Linked DNA regions of Macaca mulatta: region 1 is linked to region 2. Evidence: chromatin contacts called from public Hi-C data. All regions are on one chromosome and are shown on one strand. The core of a region is the stretch at or near the end of the contact, and the rest is flanking DNA. Distances in the headings are between cores, read along the strand shown.

Region 1 (2,700 bases), core at 54-2,553, 75 kb before region 2:
TCCCACCAGGAGATGAGCTTGGTGCACACTCTCAGAAGCGTATCCAACGAAGGCTCTGGAACTGCCCCGCTTCGCATAGAGCTATTGTGCTGCCCTGCAGTGTATCCACCTGTTTTTTTTTTTTGGTTTTTGTTTGTTTGCCGATGGGCAGGGGGGAGGTGCGAGCGGGGAGGGCCTTCCTCGTGCATATATAGCGATAGCCTGCACTAGGCCAAACCCACCACTCCTGGGGGAATGGTAACACGCAAATAATCTAAACAAAGTTTTCTGCTGTCATCTTGTGCAAGGACCCTCTCCCTCAAGACATCTATGACTGGGGTCTATGGGTTAAGAAGGTGAAAAAGTGGCCCCATCCCATATCCATAACTAAATCATAGAATCCGTGGGGATTTGAATTGAGTGGCTGGCGCAAGACCTCCGTTTGCTTTCAGTGGCTGCTGGGAGACAGGAAAGGATATCGGTAACTTTGCGGGCGCTAATGTGGCTTCTGCGTCTGCCTCTTCAAAGTTTATACCCGGCGCTTAACAAATCCTTTACGGGAACACGTACGTCCCTGACTTTTTTTTTATATTAAAACATAGGAGGGTAGAAAAGGAAAATTCGCCTGCAAAATGGGTTGTCATCCTTGGGCCTGCAGATCTCCAAAACCATTTTCTTCTAAAGCAACAAAAGAGAAAAAAATACGTTCTAAAAGGAAATTACGAAAAGAACCTAACTTTGCTAAACCAACAGTACTCCACTCCCCTATCCTAAACTCCACCTAGGTCCGGGGTGCCCCCGCAACACTCCAGTAGGTTCGAGTTCTCCCGGAGCTGAGCTTCTGCGGCCAAATGTCGGGATAAAAGCGGCCTTGGACTCGGAAAAACGCGGCCAGATCTGGACTGGAGGGAGGAGAAGAGAGAGAACGGGAGCGGCCACCTCACTCGCTTACAGGCACCCCCGCCCTCACTCCCGCAGGTCCTCCCCTTCTCCGCCCCGCTAGCACCGCCGCGTTCTGGAGCGCCGCAGTCTCCCGCTGCGGGCTCGGGTAGCGGAGAGGGCTTGGAGGAGGGGGCCGTGAGCGCCCCCGCGAGAGTGGCCTGGCTGCAGGTGGCAAGGAAGGTGAAGTGCAGGCACCCGAGGGGCGCAAAGAAGGAGAAAGGCGTGGGGCGGGGAGTGCAAGGAGACAGGGACCTCAGGGGTGGGGGTGGCGGTAGGAAGGAGGAGGGGTTGGGGGAGGGCGGCGGAGGAGGTGTTGGGTCCCGCCAGCGCGCGAGAAAGCTGCAGAAGAGCTGGCTCAGACCTTAATCAGAGCTCTCGCCGGCTCTTTGCAGCCGCCGCAGCGCTTCCGCTAAGAAGGACGTGCCGACCCGGCTGCGCGCCCAAGGCAGCGGCCCGCGTCGGGGTTGGCTGGGCGTGAGCTGGGAGACCGAGCTGTGAGCGCGAAGGGAGCTGGAGAGACGGCTGCTGCACCTCCAGTCGCCCCGGAGCACACACGACCACCGGGGCAGCGGGATCAAGGGCCGCGCCTCCCGGAGGCCGCCCCTAAGCGGGCCTCGCAGCCCCGCCGTCCAGCGGTCCCTGGCCCGCTCCCGCCGCCAGCCCGCCAACTCATCCGGGAGCCCGGGGCATGAACGGCTACGGCTCCCCCTACCTGTACATGGGCGGCCCGGTGTCGCAGCCGCCGCGGGCGCCCCTGCAGCGCACGCCCAAGTGCGCGCGCTGCCGCAACCACGGCGTACTGTCCTGGCTCAAGGGCCACAAGCGTTACTGCCGCTTCAAGGACTGCACCTGCGAGAAGTGCATCCTCATCATCGAGCGGCAGCGGGTCATGGCTGCGCAGGTGGCGCTGCGCCGGCAGCAGGCCAACGAGAGCCTGGAGAGCCTCATCCCAGACTCGCTGCGCGCTCTCCCAGGGCCCCCGCCCCCTGGGGACGCCGCCGCCGCCCCGCAGCCGCCGCCGGCCTCTCAGCCGTCTCAGCCGCAGCCGCCGCGCCCTGCTGCCGAGTTGGCCGCGGCCGCCACGCTGCGCTGGACCGCCGAGCCGCAACCCGGGGCTCTGCAGGCGCAGCTCGCCAAGCCAGGTAAGAGTGTGTGAGGTGCTGGAGTTTGGCGGGGCGCGTGGGCGAACTTCGGAGTGTCTGCTGCAGCTCCACTTGGAGGCCTGGAGGCAAAGTTTTGGGAAGTGGGCCTCGCGGGGCTTTCCTTCCCACTCTCCGCCAGGCCGGGGCTTCCTCTCCCGGGAGAAGCCGGCTGAGTCTGGACCCAGAGCGAGTAGCACTCGCGCCCGCAGGGAAGGCGCCTCCGGGGAGCCAAACGACGGGACTGTGCGTCAGGATCGCCAGGTGCCTTCCCAGATTAAAGGGCTCGGAACGTGTCAGATTGAGCAGGGAGACAACGGAGTTGAGACAGGACCAAATTAAAACCCAGGCGCTCACACTTACCACGGAGGGGGGAGTAAGGTTTTCCTGGCTGCAGGCTTTAGAGGTCCTCGCCATTCGGGAGTTGGAATGGGTAGGTAGGTGTAGGGAAGGCGCCAAAGCCCAACACTCCTAGCTGGTTGTGCTTTTCCGCCTGCCTGGCCCGGCCCAGGGCCCAGGAAAATTTGAGTGAGGACAAGTATCCAGCTCTCAGAACCCTGGCCTTTCTAGCTTTGCTCCGTGGCCTTCAGACTCTTGTAACTGGTGAAATAAGTTCCATTTAGCAATGATAGTAAAAAGG
Region 2 (2,700 bases), core at 79-2,578:
AAAATTGGGATAGGAACATATTTCTGCTGCTGTCGAGAATTTAAACGCTCCAGTGCAGGTGAAGGAAATGTGCTTTGATGAGTGGGTATTAAAATGTGCAAAAAGAACCTGGTGTTACAAGGTGGTGTCAAGGGAGAGGAAGTAACAGTCTGTGTGACCCCCTGTCCCTTGTCGGAGCGCGCACCGCTCCCAAGTCACCCTCTGAGTCTCCAGAGCTACGGAAAAGCCGAAGAGAATAAGCAGGACTGTTTCTCTACTTCCTTCATTGGGCTTCGCAAGAGGCTCTGGGAAGAAGCACTCGTACAAATGGGAATCCCAGTGCCTGGTCACCGGGGAGGAACTTTCCAACATCGCTAAAGGCTTGAGAATGGTGCTTCTGGCAGGTCGCGTTCCACGGTAGTTCCTAAGCTGCCTTTGTTTCCACCTCTCGGAGCTAGGTTAACTTTTAACATTCTGACAGACTCGGAGAAAAGTAAGGTTTGAATTACGTCAGGAATTTCCACCTTTCAACAAGTATTTGTTGCAGGCCTACTATGTGCTCAGTGCGATGACACTCAATTTTGTAAAGTCTCCTAAACAGATCATACTTGAGAGGTCTTGATTATTTACAGATGCAGTTAGAAAAGCGTCCATATTACTTTAAATGGAGTTCAAGAAATGTAAAGCAGAGTTTAATTAGAAGACTAATTCCTTCTTTTAATATGTTGGAATTTTTTTTATTGCTAAACATTTTGTAAAGGATTTTTTGAGGGAGTCATTAGAAAGTCTATAAATACAACTATGCACACTAAAAAGCAGTCTTTTTTTTTAAAAAGAGGTTTGTTTAATGCATGCTTAGGGTGAATGGATTCACCTAAATCTCTTAATAGCATGCATTTCTGATCTTCCTCAAATTAACCGTAATAGCAACTGATACAGCAGAAAAATGTAAGTGACTTGTAGTTGACTTGGCCACCTGCCACACGGGCTCGGTGAAGGTTAATGAGGAACTATTTGGCACTTCGAGAATACTTGGCACTAGACACAGAAATATCAACAGGCCATTTGTATGCTAACTAGGAGCTTCGGTGCCAGGTAACCACTGATGCACTCTTGCAGGAGAAAGAAGGATGTCGCTGTACGCCCCGATAGATAGAGAGGCATCATTTTTAGGCCCAGTTTAGATTAATTATTGATTGAGTCGCCGAAATACTTGTGATGCTGATAGAGACCAATACTGGTCCTTCTGATCTCTTTCTTGTCGTTTATTACCTTCTCTTACATTCCTCAGAGTGTATCTCTGCTTGTTTCCCAGTCTGCGAGATAAATGGCGACTTCTCTCTTGCAGGCACCGTCATACGTCGGGTTTAAATTCTGGACAGGCGACCCGGCTGCACCGAAGGCCCGGCGGGCGGATTCTGGCGGAGCGCTTCAGGGAGGAGAGTGTACACCGCGAGAGGCGGAGGGCGCCCAGCCGGCGTGCCTTGGCCAATCAGTGTACACACCGCCTGACAACCGGCCAATCAGAGGACGTAAAGCTCTGGGGCCCGAGCGGATAATACTAGGAAGGGGAGCGCACTTTGGCGACAGAAGCCAGTGGCGCTGCGCTGAGAGCAGCTGCGCTCGCCCGCTCGGTGAGCTCGCGATCTGAGCCAGGCGGGGGCGGCCCGACCTTTCCCGCCCAGCTTGGGTCAGAGGAAGCGAAAGCGGCCTCAGCAAGGTGAGGCGCCCGAGGCTGCAGAAGACCGAGCAGAACTTTGCAGAGTTCGGGATGTGCTGGGCTAGGTCGCTGAGGACTTGACTGGCTTCCTCTCTCCTTCCCTCCACCTTCTCCCTCCTCTCCACCATCCAGTGGGTTCTTTCCGGGCCTCCAGCTATCAGCTCCCGATTTCGTGGTTGAGGGTAGCGACCCCGATTTCTGTTTGCATGCACAGCCAGCAGCCCTAGCGCCAGATCCTAAAGCTGGATATCTTTTGACTGGGCTACCAGCCCGGGCCTCAAAGTTTTGGTGAGTGCTGTGATGCCGCTCGGGGTGTCAGGGAGGGCAAAGGGCGTGAATCATCCTTCACCTTTTCTGTTTGACTTGAATGCCTTGCCTTAAAGATGTAAACCAAGCCCTAAGTACAGAGAGCCCACACAGCTCAGCCCTGTGGCGCCCCAAGTACTATTAAGGCTGGACGGGCATCTGTAGCTTTGTGCTCTTTGCCCCTATGGGAGTCTAATGACAACAAAATTTTGGTTTTCAGTTGATTATTTTGGGGAGGGGGGTGAGAGGACCTCTTCAAGCCCAAGGAGGGGTCCTTGTGGTGATATAGGCTGATGAGAGGCATTTGGGAAGCATGGAGTGGTACTTCAGTGGGTCTGAAGGGCCACTTGTAATGAAAGGAAAACAGTTCTTCCACGGATAGTTTCATATGCATCATGGCCTTACTACTTGAGTATGGGGAAATCTGACAAGTGGCCTGGGCCAGCCTAGTTGGATACAATATTTTGTGTGTGTGATAAGTGAGTTACCCAGGGACTTGTCCGGAAAGCCTGTGTAAAGCCAGAGAGGGCTACGGTTAAAGGTCAGGTACTTACAGAGCACTTAGAATTAATAAAATAAAACCTTTCTTGGGTTGTAGATCCCTGGGGGCCCTAGAGATACAAGAAAGGCACGTGTGGCCTGGAAGTGAGGGACATGTAATGAGAACAGGATAACTCAAGGGGCCGGAGGCGGGC

Evidence for each region. A called contact is a pair of places that touch in the nucleus more often than the background predicts.
Region 1: a contact with region 2 is called in a Hi-C map of fetal cortex germinal zone, with 3 times the contacts expected there. The contact joins the promoter of DMRT3 here to the promoter of DMRT2 in region 2. A contact is called at or near these places in 2 of 14 Hi-C or Micro-C datasets (fetal cortex germinal zone and liver).

What each region holds. Positions count from the first base shown.
Region 1 is chr15:98,465,187-98,467,886 of T2T-MMU8v2.0, reverse strand. It overlaps DMRT3 (doublesex and mab-3 related transcription factor 3), which reads left to right and starts at 1,303. Exons shown (of 2, transcript XM_001089961.5): 1 at 1,303-2,063. The coding sequence starts at 1,610.
Region 2 is chr15:98,390,253-98,392,952 of T2T-MMU8v2.0, reverse strand. It overlaps DMRT2 (doublesex and mab-3 related transcription factor 2), which reads left to right and starts at 1,328. Exons shown (of 5, transcript XM_077966159.1): 1 at 1,328-1,699.